Linked DNA regions of Mus musculus: regions 2, 3 and 4 are each linked to region 1. Evidence: chromatin contacts called from public Hi-C, HiChIP or PLAC-seq and promoter capture Hi-C data. All regions are on one chromosome and are shown on one strand. Each heading gives the region's core, a stretch centred on a gene start, on an enhancer-like site or on the middle of the called end of the contact. The rest is flanking DNA. Distances are from core to core; before and after follow the strand shown. Region 1 holds the start of Prkag2os1 (protein kinase, AMP-activated, gamma 2 non-catalytic subunit, opposite strand 1). Region 2 holds the start of Atg9b (autophagy related 9B). Region 3 holds the start of Cdk5 (cyclin-dependent kinase 5). Region 4 holds the start of Agap3 (ArfGAP with GTPase domain, ankyrin repeat and PH domain 3).

What was found. Hi-C and Micro-C count contacts between places; a contact is called where the count stands out from the background. HiChIP or PLAC-seq counts read pairs in DNA pulled down with a chosen protein or histone mark. Capture Hi-C pulls out chosen DNA fragments and counts their contacts.
Region 2: a contact with region 1 is called in a FOXA1 HiChIP or PLAC-seq map of pancreatic cancer cells. The contact joins the promoter of Atg9b here to the promoter of Prkag2os1 in region 1. A contact is called at or near these places in 1 of 39 promoter capture datasets (liver), 2 of 484 Hi-C or Micro-C datasets (CD4 T cells and embryonic stem cells), 3 of 115 datasets of contacts at active chromatin or transcription factors (embryonic stem cells, memory CD8 T cells and pancreatic cancer cells) and 2 of 9 other capture datasets (adipose tissue and liver).
Region 3: a contact with region 1 is called in a Hi-C map of memory CD8 T cells, with 6 times the contacts expected there. The contact joins the promoter of Cdk5 here to the promoter of Prkag2os1 in region 1. A contact is called at or near these places in 8 of 484 Hi-C or Micro-C datasets (CD4 T cells, CD8 T cells, double positive thymocytes and 3 more), 2 of 115 datasets of contacts at active chromatin or transcription factors (memory CD8 T cells and regulatory T cells) and 3 of 9 other capture datasets (adipose tissue, liver and pancreatic islet).
Region 4: a contact with region 1 is called in a promoter capture Hi-C map of liver, with 2.9 times the contacts expected there. The contact joins the promoter of Agap3 here to the promoter of Prkag2os1 in region 1. A contact is called at or near these places in 2 of 39 promoter capture datasets (cranial neural crest and pre-B cells), 4 of 484 Hi-C or Micro-C datasets (CD8 T cells, centroblasts, embryonic stem cells and 1 more), 1 of 115 datasets of contacts at active chromatin or transcription factors (memory CD8 T cells) and 1 of 9 other capture datasets (liver).

Annotation. Positions count from the first base shown.
Region 1 is chr5:24,901,137-24,904,249 of GRCm38.p6, forward strand. Prkag2os1 (protein kinase, AMP-activated, gamma 2 non-catalytic subunit, opposite strand 1) reads left to right here and starts at 1,433. Exons shown (of 7, transcript NR_040684.1): 1 at 1,433-1,702; 2 at 2,029-2,149. The region is part of intron 5 of Prkag2 (protein kinase, AMP-activated, gamma 2 non-catalytic subunit); the gene reads right to left.
Region 2 is chr5:24,390,492-24,393,604 of GRCm38.p6, forward strand. It overlaps Atg9b (autophagy related 9B), which reads right to left and starts at 1,652. Exons shown (of 14, transcript NM_001002897.3): 1 at 879-1,652; 2 at 713-756; 3 at 526-590; 4 at 1-132. The coding sequence starts at 1,425.
Region 3 is chr5:24,421,980-24,425,092 of GRCm38.p6, forward strand. Cdk5 (cyclin-dependent kinase 5) reads right to left here and starts at 1,585. Exons shown (of 12, transcript NM_007668.4): 1 at 1,470-1,585; 2 at 819-907; 3 at 669-736; 4 at 519-579; 5 at 353-409. The coding sequence starts at 1,506. It also overlaps a transcript of Slc4a2 not described here.
Region 4 is chr5:24,450,608-24,453,720 of GRCm38.p6, forward strand. Agap3 (ArfGAP with GTPase domain, ankyrin repeat and PH domain 3) reads left to right here and starts at 1,570. Exons shown (of 18, transcript NM_139153.2): 1 at 1,570-1,927. The coding sequence starts at 1,600.

The sequences.
Region 1 (3,113 bases), core at 183-2,682:
AACCAAATGCTGGCCAGTATGAATACGTCGGGTCAGAGCCAGGAGTGAGCACTCTCTTAGGTGAGGACCAGTGTGAAGGTAAGTAGGCCTCAGATAGAGCCACAGGAACATTTGGTTTCTTCCATTCAGTTAGGAAGGATGACTGCATGGAGCTGTGAGTCACGCCATGTTACACTGGCTGCAAAGGGAAGAGAAAGAACCACAGAGGGTATCTACAACCAGCTATGGTGGGGAACCCACCAGGGACCAAGCCACCTCTCCAGCCATGCCTTAGAGATTAAGGATGAGCGTTGAGAAGAGGGCACGGGGCAACTCTGTGGACTCCAGGTTAAGATGGGGACGAGGGTTGACTGCTGGCCACTGGATTTGGGGAAGATAAGTTTGTGCTAACCTTGGCAAGTTTGGATGCAGGGCAGAATTGGAGTAAAGAATAAAGAGGAGACCATGGTAATCTTCTGAAAGGAAGATGACCTCACATTGGCCTCCAACATGGGCTTGACTCTAGGGGAGTCTCTGGAATGTTATATGCCATCTTAAAGAGGGCACTTCACCTCTTCCCCCCCTCCCCCCACCCCCGTGACAGGGTTTCTCTGTGTATCTTTGGCAGTCCTGGAACTCACTCTGTAGACCAGGTTGGCCTTGAACTCAGAAATCCACCTGCCTCTGCCTCCCAAGTGCTGGGATTAAAGGCACCACTGCCAGGCTCACCTCTTCTCTTCTGACTTTGCTCTTCTATGACCCAGGGTGTGTGTGTGTAATGCTTTGTGCCTTAGGGTTATCTGAGACTCAGCATAGTTCCACAGTATATGCTAGTAGTCATCAAAAGATCTAGGAGAAGAGAACATTAAAAATGCTTTTCCAATTTTTCCAGTGCTGCTGGACAATCAACACCGTTCCTGTTTACACCTGACAGGTGAAGCTGGAAGCCACAAAGGTCAGAGACAGGCCCAGGACTCTGGCGAGTGGGATGGAGTTCCATTTGGATAGTGATGGGGCCTGGACCCTGGTGGGGTGCCTATAAAGTAGAAAGACAGTCTTCTGGAGGGAAGTTCACGAGTCCCTAGCAGAGTGATGGGAGGTGTTACCTTGGTTCCTAATGACTTTCTACTTGGTTCCATGCACTTGCCAAGGCTGGTGATATGTTCCACTTCTTGCTATCCAACCACTCTATGCACTTTCCTGTTTGTTTAAACCAGTCAGGTATTTTTTTTTTTTTTTCCTTTTAGGTAACACGACCTTTTCCTGTCTGTCTTAGCCTGATTTTGCTTCTTGGACAAAATACACAGCTATTTACTTGGCTCATGATTTTGGTAGCGGGAAGACCTAAGGAGCATAGCGTTTATGTGTGCTGAGTGTCCTACTGGCTGTGTCATAATGGGGGGTGGGGGGGGAGCATCACACAGCAGCCGGTACAAGAGGGTGTGGCTCTATGGACAGAGAAGAAGCCAGACAGCGGGGAGGCTGGCTTCATCCTTTCCAGGATGCCTAGGAAGAACCAATCAATACCTGGGAGACGATACATCTCCTTTCCACGTTACACGGGGACTAAAATTTCATTCCAGAAACTTCTGGGGTGCAGACACCTTCCAAAGCACAGTCCACAGGACAACTCCTGTACCTTCTTAAGCCTAGGACACCGTTAGGATATGTTTGAACCTGACTTTGGATATACTAAAACATGTGGCAATATGTTAAATACAGGGTAAGCTAGGCAGGAAGTTTTCTACTACAGATATTTCATACAATCTTAATTATTCTTGTGGTCAAGAATCAATTTATCCCTGGCCTATAAACTCAGCCAGAGAAGGTCAGAGTTCAGAGAGCACAGACAGACCTTCTGAACCTGTCACTTTGACATGTCTACCACCAGAGGTCAGCACCCCTCATGTCACAGCCAACAAACCGGCAGGCTGACTCTGCAGAGGCTCACTTTTAAAAGCCCCGAGATTCTAGGGAGAAGGAAAGGCTTCATAGGCTCTCAGTGCCTCCCTGGATTCTCCATCCTCATGAAAATTTAATACCACATAGAAACTGTGCACCTGTTCATGTATGGTGACGCCACGGAGGGCCAGACTGCTGCAGTGCCCAAGGTGTGCCATCTCCACAGAGAACCCATCTTCACTCCCTTTAGGCAATTCCCTCCCACCAGGTAAGAATAGTGGGCACAGTTTTTTGTTTGTTTTCTTTCCCCCTTTTTTTTTTTTTTTTTTTTTTTTTTTTTTTTTTTTTTTGGTACACTGGTTATTGGATGCTCTGGAGTCTGACTTCCAAGGAGGAATGGAAAGCAAGCAAGTGGTTACCAAGCGCCAGGCCTGTGTTTGGCAGATACAACCCATAGTGATAGCAATACTAAAACAAAGCTTCAGGAGCTCTGTGGATTGATTACCCAAGGAAAGGCAGCCAAGTCTTCACACGCCAGGGCCTGAGCTCCGAGATGTTTTACTTTCCCAGAGTGGTCCCTGCTCGCTCTGGTGCTCGCGATTTCTCTCTCACACGCTCTGTGTGTGTGTGTGCGCGCGCGCACATTCATGTAAGCATGCATGTTTGGGTGCATGTATGGGTAAGGGCCAGAGGTGGCTACTGGATGTCTTTTTCCATTGCTCTCCACCTTAGTTTTTGAGATAGGCTCTTACAGTGAATCTTGGCAATTCATCTCGTCTGGTTGGCCAGTAAGCTCCAGAGATCTGCCTGTCTACGCTTCCCCAGTGTGCAGGGATTACAAACCTATATTACCATGATTATATATTACCAGATTTTTATATGTGGGTGCTGGGGATTGAGTTTAGATCTGCATTTTTTGCTGTCTAGTTTTTTGTTTTGTTTTTTGTTTTTTTTTTTTTTTTTTTTTTTTTGGCTACCTGACACCAGCTGGAGTTACCTGGGAAGAGGGAACCTAAATTGAGAAAATACCTCTATCATACTGGCCTTTAGGCAAGTCTGTGGGGGTATTTTCTCAGTTAGTGATAAATGTGGGAGGGCCAGCCTGCTGTGGGTGGAGCCTTTTCTGGGCCCCTGCCTGTATCCTTGCTTCTCAGGTGATACAAGAAAGCAGGCAGAGCGAGTCATGGGGAGCAAGCCAGTAAGTGGCATCATTCCATGGCCTCTGCCTCAGC
Region 2 (3,113 bases), core at 402-2,901, 510 kb before region 1:
GCATCTGACAAGGTCACTTTGCTGTGTAATGGTCCACGTCTTGTATGGTTCTTTGGTTGGTTGTTGAAGAGAACATTGTAATCCACGCAGCGAAGGAGGAAGGTTGTAAAGGTGACAATGAAAATGAACTGCCTGAGGAAAGGATGCAGGAGAGGTCTGCTCAGGCTAGGGGCATGACGGACGGACAGACTCCTAGCCCAGACACCAGACAGGCTGCAGCTCTATTTGGCCCCCTGGCCCTTCAGAGCCCCAACCAAGCCTAAAACTGAAAAGAAGAGCTGGGGCATAGCTCAGTTGACAGAGTCTGCCTAGCATATAAAGCCCCGGATTTCATCTCCGGCACCACGTAAACTGGGTACAGTACTGTGCCTGTAATTCTAGCACATAGGAAGTGGAGGCAGGAGGGACAGGAATTCAAGTCTAGCCTAGGATACATGAGACCCTGGGTCAAAAAATCAATAAAGTAGAATAAATACTAAAATCAAGAAGAAAGAGCAGAGCTTAGGGATAGGACTGGCTTCTCACCCCAGCTGGAAGACATCCTCCAGCAGGATACAGGCAAAGCCATTCCGCTGATGATAGCTGTAGATGTGGCAAGTTTGTCAAGAAATTTGCCTAAGCCTACGGACTCTTCCCGTAGAAACTTCCCCCACTCTTCCCTGCTCCACAGTCCCCCCACCATGCCCCTCTGCATGCTGGGCACAAAGGATATCTTGGTGAAAAAACTGTCCAGGTTCTGGATGTGATGCCAGGAACCTGGGCACAGAGAAACAGTGTCAAGACTTGGCATTGTCCCATTTGTGATTAATTTCTCTATCAAACCCAAACCTGCCTCGACCCCCTAACCCACCCAACCTTCCATATACCCACACACTCACCGCGGAGTCCTTCGGGTACATGAAGCAAGGGTTGGTGGTCCTCCCCATGGATAGGGGAGTCTTGAGACCCCTCAGGGTCACAGTCCTCTAGCCGTTCATAGTCCTGCTCAGGGATCAGAGGGCCCATCCGCAGCCCAGGATGGTCCTGGGGGCGCGGGCAGGAGGGAGGGGGAGTGGCCGAGGCCAGGGGTGGGGTGGAGTGGGACCCCCACGAGGGGGAAGCAGAGGTGTGTATCATTGTGGGATGGGCCTGCGTTGAGGGTGTGGTCGGGGTGGGTAAGACATTGTGTGGAGTCTGAGAAGCCCCTGCCTCCTGAATCACCAGGCAGGGAGACCCTGAGGCCGGAGGGAACACTGAAGAGGAGCAGCTTCTTGTGCGAGGGGCAGGGGACAGAGAGAAGACAGAGATCCTCCTTCCCCCAGTTCCCCGGCATGGAGAAGCAGGCAGTGGCAGTGCCATAGGGAGCAGAGGCACTGAGCTGGGCCCCAAGTCTCCCCACCGCCCCCGTTGCCTCCTGCTCCCCCCCCACCCCGTTCGTCTCACCATCAGGCCGCAGCTTCTCTTGAGAGGTTGAAGGGACTGGACTGCTGTTGTTTCCACAGAGGTCAGTGAAGCTGAGCGGAGACTTCAACAAGGAGCAGGACAACAACAGCACTAGGTGACTCAGGCTGGGCAGGCCTCAGGCATGCCAACCCTCAGCCACCTGTGTGATCACTCACACTCCTTGCAAGGCAACCTGGGGCCCAAGCCCCATGCCTGGGACGGACACCAGTTTAGGAGGCAGGGGCTCAAGAGCTATTGGGATTAGAAGAGACACCTATGATCTCTGCTTTCAGTCCTCAAGGGCACAAGTGGCAAAGACAGGGCAGCTGCAACAAAAATAATATGCACAGAGAGCAAAATCCTATCAGAGGGCTCTAGCATGTGCAGACAAAATAGTGAAGCTCTCGTTCCTACAATTGCACTCCCATCCCTTCACACCTGTGGGCACCAGTCAGTAGAGAATGATTTAAGGCCACATGCCCAAACAGGAGGTGCATTCAGATTTCCCAGCACTTAGGAGGAGACAGAGTAGCGGGATCAGGAGACTGAAGCTGTTCTGGGCAACATCTGACCCTATCTTAAAAAAAAAAAAAAAAAAAAAAAGCTGTATATTTTCTTTCTCTGAATGAAAGAGGGCAGACTTTGTGGTTAGCCAGGAGAAAACAAGGAGTAAAAGGAAGGAGTGCTAGCCATCCTAGATTGGAGCTTAAGGAAAAAAGGCTGGTTCCTTGAGAGTTCCACTGTATCTTCCTTATCCTCTTGAACCCTGATGTACTCTCCTCCAGTCCTGACCTGGTGTCGGGGCCTCCTGAGACACGTCAGCGCAGGAAGGCAGGGGCCTTGAGAGGATAATTTGGGTGTGTGGGGATGGACTGGCTCAGTTGAGTTCTTTGTTGTTGCCTCACCCGGGAGGAGGAGGCCCAGGTGGCTGGTCTGATGGCTTGCCCAACGCCATTCCCAAGGCCATGAGTCACCAACTGCCCTACTGAAGCCCATGCCTGAGATATTGACTTATGGAGCAGGTGTCAGGGCCTCCAGCGATCAAGCCAGTATCTCAGAGGCGGAGAGGAAAACTGTGCTTCCTAGAGCATTTCCTGGAGGAGCGTGGAGGACATCCATGGAACATCCCACAGGTTTATCCCAGACTGCCTGATTTTCTTATATAACAAGAGTTCATGACTCCCATACTTTTGTGTCTAGGTAAGGTGCAAAGCTATGCTTTGTGGCAAAATGGAATCCCAAGGAAGTGGGCGTGGGGGGGTACCCCGGTGGCAGGAAATTCCCATGATCTTTCTGAGACCTCTAGAGAGAGAGAGGTTAAGTGTGGCTTTAGCTGGTACCTCCCTCTGACATTACTCACATATAGTATATACTTGCTTAAGACTACCTCTACACACATCCTTATCTCCTCAGCCCCAAACTCAAGCAAATTCTGGCTCATTGCTCTGTCTAGTTTCACTCTGCTCATTCCAGAGCATGACTTTGCGACCCTCAGCTCAAGAAAAATTGAGTCCCGGAAGCACCACCAATAAATGACAATGATACTAGTAACATAACAATGTTCAAATGTCCAGATGGATTACCAGAGAGTAAATGTGAGCTAGAAACAGCACCCCCTGGTGGACAGTGGACAATAGCGTGCCTTTCTCGCGTGGAGGGGAACGGGTATGAGTCAGAGCCACTCCCACCAA
Region 3 (3,113 bases), core at 335-2,834, 480 kb before region 1:
GGCCCTGCTTTGTATCTCTGGCTAGTCTTAAACTTGAGATGGCCCTGCCTCAGCCTTATGAGTGCTCAAGTTAGAAGTATGGGGCACTATGCAGGCCCGGGATTTGTTGAATGCAGGAGATAGTCTCTCCTGTGTCTCATCTCTGGAGTGCAAATGACATCATTGAAATCAGATACTGTCTGTGCAAATCAAAGGCAATCACATAAATAACGTTCACCAAGGCAAGTAGTCCTTGGTAGGCAGAAACAGGGTTCCCCTGGTACCCCAGCGCCCCAACCTGGCAGTCAAAGAGTGCTGATATTTATATAGGCATACCCAGGTGCCACAAATCCCTAGACATCTTTCCTCTCACCTTCACAATCTCAGGGTCCAGGTCACCATTGCAGCTGTCGAAATATTTCTTCAGGTCCTAAATAGAGGTTGCAGTGAGGAGAAGAGGACCGAGTTCAACCTTAGTCTGGACTCCTATACCCTCCCATGATAAATATGCCCCGCCCCCCCCCAAGCCCCTCTTTCACCTGATCACAGAACTCAAAAACCAGTGTCAGCTTCTTGTCACTATGCAGGACATCATGAAGCCTAGGGAAAATGAAAGGCTTAGCCACATCTCCAAGTTGGCCTCTAACATCCCAATACCAGCCCAGTCTAATAAGGAGGTTCTATCCTACCTGACAATGTTTTTGTGCTTCAGTTCTTTGAGTAGACAGATCTCCCGGAGGGCTGAACTTGGCACACCCTACAACATGCAAGGGGGTAATAGTTACACGAAACCCAAGACAGACTTTAGACCCCCCCTCCCTCCCAGGCCCTAGGCCTACCTCATCGTCATCATCCAGCCTGACACGCTTCAGAGCCACAATCTCATGAGTTTCCCGGTTTTTAGCCTTGAACACAGTTCCATAGGTGCCTAGAGGAAGGTTGGGGGTGAGGGAGAGGATCCTTCTCAATATCTTAGTGTGTAAGGGTAAGTTCTCAGGGCAAAGGCCAGATGTGGAGTAGTTTTGTGAGTGAGGATGCCAAGGAGAAGGTGCCTAAAATAACTCAAGGCTTCAGCTGCAGGGAGAATCTGCCATAAACTCCCGGGTCGGGGGTAGGGTCGGGGGGTATCGAGGAGTCACCTAGGGGAGGAACGAAGGCCTGCAAAAATGTTAAGGTTGGAGGTTCTGCAATGAATTGAAGCAGGAATCCCAGGTGAGGTTTGCAAGTGATGCTGGGGCTAGGGACGAGAAATGCAGGAAGTGCCGCGGTTAGGAAGGCTGGTCCACAGAGATTGCTAAGGCTAAGAGCAAGAGTTTGCCGCAGATGCTAACACAGGGTTCGTTTCTGCACTGGGTGAGGGACTCAGCGGCCAGGGCTTTTGGCTAGTGCTGAGGTCGGAGCCTGCCGGTATAGCTGACGGTAAGGGAGCTGGGACTGCAAGTAGGGTCTTCAGAAAAAGACCTTGCAGGAACATCTCGTGGTTCCATTACCTTCCCCAATCTTCTCCAGTTTCTCGTATTTCTGCATTGCAGCGGCCGCGGGGACCCCTGCGGGCCCTCGGTTCTAAGACTCCCGGCCCTGGCGTTGCAGAGGAGGTGGTACTCACAGCTCCAGCCCCGCCCACCTGCTCACCACGCACTGGCATCTGGGACTTGTAGTCCCGGGGAAGCCATAGTTCCCAAGAATGCCTGTGGCGGAGGACACGCGGACTACAAAGTCCAACAGGCTGCGCTCGGGCTCTCTGCAGCGATCAACTCCAGGGACTCGTTTCCATCGCGGAGGCAAACCTTAAACTTCAACTCCCAGGAAGCATCGCGTGTCGGGCGTCTCCGCCAAGGCGCGGAGGCTCCCAGTGTGCCCCGCTCTTGTTATTATTCCTTTTCTGTGCTCACAGCCTTCCAGAAAAGGGCCTCTCCGGGACTACGCGTTCCAGAATACAGTGAGGGTGGGGGTGGGGTGCTCTCTGCTTGAAGTTTGCGTTTGACGGCCTAGATCCCGAGCGCTGTTGGCCCGGCTCTGACCTGGTTGGGTGTTTTGAGTCACCAGCGACCTCCTGACAGCTTCAGCACTAGTTTTCACCTCTCCTAGGCCACCTGGTGACCCCAGGACTGATTGGGGAATGATTCTGAGCGATGTCTTACTGCTGATGACCTCACAGGGACCAGCTGACCACAGGGCTGGGCAGCGAGACAGGTGTGCCCCGTTAGAGTCTGGATTTGAGTGGAAGGACACACGCCAGAGTCCCCTCTTTCTGCTGGGCCCATTTTATCGTCTCGAAACCCACCGGACTCCAGCGGCTCCACTTTGACATGCCGAGGCCAGCTGACTGGAGCCTGGGTGTCCCCCAGATCCCAGTCTTCAGAGCAGGCCCACTGGAGTCAGCCAGGGTGTGGCCCACGAAGACTGGCAGGTCAGTTACTTCCCTCAACAGACAAGACCACAGACAGTTGCTACACTTGGAGCAAGCAGCCTTTACCTCATCCTATAAAGGAGTTGATTATAGATTTTCTTGCACTACTCTCTAATTGTCTCATGATTGCATTCTTGAGGGCTGTGAACCGGGCGAAAATGGCCCCAAACAGCATTCCTCAGCGCGGAACCAGAGTAGGCGCTAACCGTTTGTCAATTAACTCACTTAAATCTGAGTGCTTTTGCATAAACAATATTGTGATTTACCCACGTGGCAGACTGAAGACGCATAAAGTGTATTCTTTATCTGAAATAATTGATAACTTAGTTGAGAAAACATGATGACACGCAAGGGTCTTTCAAATAGAGGTGTCAGCTATGAATAGGTTTCCATTTAGCCCGGAGGTAGTTCTAGCGAAAGGGAGGAATCTTCAACAAGTTGTCTTGTTTTCCATCAGTTCAGGGTCTTGGCCACCCAACCCCACCCACTCATTACTCCACATTCGCCTGCCACCCGTTCTCTCAAGCAGACACCGGGGCTTTCTTGGTGTTTCAGTGGTGTTATTTGGGCGGGGGCTCTGCAGAACCTTAACGTCAAAAAATCTGTAGTTCGACTCCCTGCATCTCAATTTCCTGGCCTACTCCACGCCCTCGATCCCCAACGTAAAGCTGGCTTCTTTCCTCACAGAGGTGGCTCACTAAAGCTAAGAGAAGGCGAGCCCGGA
Region 4 (3,113 bases), core at 320-2,819, 450 kb before region 1:
TTTTTTTTCTTGTGACAGGGTTTTTCTGTGTAGCCCTAGCAGGTCTTCAACTCATGGATCTGCTGCCCCTGCCTCTGCTGGGATTAAAGGTGTGCACCTCACCACTGCCTAGTGTTGCTTTTCATTTTTGAGACAGAGTTGGTGATCTAGATTCTGCCTTCCTAACGCCAGGACTTTAGTCATGTACTCAGATTCAGCTGGTTTTGGGTTTTTTGTTTGTTTGTTTTTTAAAAAAAGGTCATATATAGCCCAGGTTGGCTTTGAACTCCCTATTAAGCTCAGGCTGTCCTTGAACTAATCCTCCTACTGTATGGCCCCTGTGCTGGGCTAACGTGTACATCATGATACCTGGCATCCTCTAGCAGATTTATTCCACAGGGTCATTCCCTTGCACATGCCACCTCCAGGTTTGAGGATCTGTGTTGGGGATGTGGGTTAACACAGCTGAAGACAACTTTGATAATGGGAATACAGAAGAACTGGGACACTGAAGGGTGATCTCTGGCCCTAGGAAGGCATAGGATAGACAGGGTCTATCAAGAAAAGACAAGGTCTGTCAAGAAAAATTATGAGACCCATGTGGGTTCTGCTGAGTTTCTGTAATGAACCAATGGGCCCTTTTCAGTATGGCAGGGAGGGTCTTTTGGGAGAGGGCTGTCACTGGGAGATAAGAATTGGGACGCTGTTGTTTCAAGCTTGCAGGGTCTCTTGAGTGAAACTCTCAGAGAGAACTGGACATAGGAACGGGGAGCCCGTCCCAGTCTCTCAGGTGCAGTCGACAGTGGAGACTGGGGGCCCGGGGGCCGGGGTCGGGGGCAGAGAGCCAGGGAAGAGAACCCTGGCAAGATCCCTAGGGCTGACCTCGAGGCCTGGAGACAGAGGAGCTGCTGCAGCACTAAAAGAAAGAGGGTGGCGCCCCTGGGCGAGCTTCTCCGCCAATCAGTCCCACTTATCAGCACCCTCAGGCACAGAGAACAGTTCTGAGTAGCCCAAGGATTCCACACGGGCCTAGAGCGACGTAGAGAGGTAGCAATGACAGCTGGCCGGACGTGGGGACAGCGTGATCGTGTCCCCAGGCGGGAGGCCCTCGAGGCTTCTGTCTAGCTTTGGGGCGGGTTAGCGGGCGGAAGGGCCTACGCGGGTGGGTGGGGCCGCGCGTCGCGGCCAGCACGCGGTTCTTGGGGGTGGAGGCTAAGGCGCTTGCGAGAGAGGAGGGGCGGGGGCGCAGGGCGACGCTGGAGGGGCGGGGGCGGCTGGGAGGGGGCTAGGCTGCGTGTGCCGGAGCCGGCGGGGGCGGCGGTGCGTGCGCATGACGCGGGGGGAGGGCCCGGGCCGCGCGCTCCCGGTCCCGTTGTTGTTGCCGCTGGAGGCAGCTCCGAGGCGGCGGGATCTCAGCGCGGGTAAACGCCGGGCGGCGGCCCCAGCGTGCGCGGCCGCGCCTTCTGGCCTCGGCTCCGGGCCTCATGCGCTAGACCGGCGCCGCGCGCTTAGTAGTTAGGGTTCCGCCAGCCCCGCGCGCCTGGTCGCTGCCGCCGCCGCCGCCGCCGCGCCGCCCCAGGCCCTGGCTGGGCCCGCTTCGGGGCCCGCGCCTCCGGAGCCATGAACTTCCAGGCAGGCGGGGGCCAGAGTCCTCAGCAGCAGCAGAGCCTGGCGGCTCCGGGGACCGGCGGCGGCGGCGGCGGCGGCGCGGGGGGCGGCGGGCAGTTCGGCGGCGCGGGGCCCGGAGCCGGGGGTGGCGGCCCCTCGCAGCAGCTGGCTGGCGGCCCCCCCCAGCAGTTCGCGCTCTCCAACTCGGCCGCTATCCGAGCCGAGATCCAACGCTTCGAGTCGGTACACCCCAACATCTACGCCATCTACGACCTGATCGAGCGAATCGAGGATTTGGCGCTGCAGAACCAGATCCGGGAGCACGTCATCTCCATCGAGGGTGAGCGGAGCCGGGGGCCTGCGGGAGCTGAGACGCGGTGGCCTTTGCAGCGCTGGCCGGTGGCGGGTGGGGGGCGAGGGTCCTTCACGGCCTCGGCCCTGCCCCTTTCTGGCGCTCAGGGGTCTTATGGAGCTGAGGTTCACGGTTTGCTAACCCCCACTGCAGAACCCTAGTCCAGGTTTTTCCATGTCTCATACAGGAACACTTTTTTTTAGGGGCGGTGGGCTCGGTCCAGTGTCAGTGGACACGTTTTTTGTTTTTTGTTTTTTTTCCTCCGTGACCTGGGATGTGAAGATGGTTGTCGCTCCAAGGACTGATGCGCTGAGTCGCCAAAGACCGGGAGGGCCTGGGGCCACATCTGGCTAGGCACGGTCAGGCTCGCTGGGTGCGACGGAAGACCTTGGTGGGTCGTGAAGGTGGGGCTAATGCCTGAGAGTAATCTTAGCAGCTGCCCTGGCCCAGCCGGGCTGTAGGGGTGGAGGATCAGAGAGAGCTTTGGGTTAGTGGATGGCAGCCTTCCTGGGCCTCTCCTGCAGGCTTTGGAGGGTGGCGCTCCCCGCGGCGCCCTCTCCCGACGCACACCCACCCCCACGCTTCTGCGGTCGGGCGGGCGCGGGCCTGGCCTGGGTGCAGGACTGGGGAGCTGTGGCCGCGTGGGAGACTCTGGATGAACCCTCTGCGCTTGCCAGTCCCTTCTAACCCCCAGGCATCCATGTGGATGTCAGGATGCTGACTGACCTCCAGGGAGGTCGGGCCTGGATGTAGGGGGACTGTAAACCTCAGGCCATGCACTGCTCCTACTAATGTTCCTTTCTGTGGGCACATGGGCCTGAACCCTGGCAACTGAAAGGCACGTTAATTGGGGGGCACACTGCTGGCAAGAAGCCCCACAACCTTTGGTGTAGTGGAGGCTGGCTGGCAGTAGCAACAGGCACCCCAGTGGCAGTGTTGACCTTCTAGCAAGCTTGGACAGATGGGCCTCGCCTTGGTCCATCTGCTTCTTTTTCCAACTCTGCTTGAAGGGGGACGCCCACCAGCAGGTGGTGGGTTCCGCCTTAGTGGCAATGCAGGGAGCAAGGCTAGTTGCTGCTGACTTGGAATTAGGAAGGGCATGTCCACTACTTGGGTCCTTCAATTTAGATCCTGCTCCCATCTAGTGTGAGGCTTTGGAGCCATCTGTACTTGA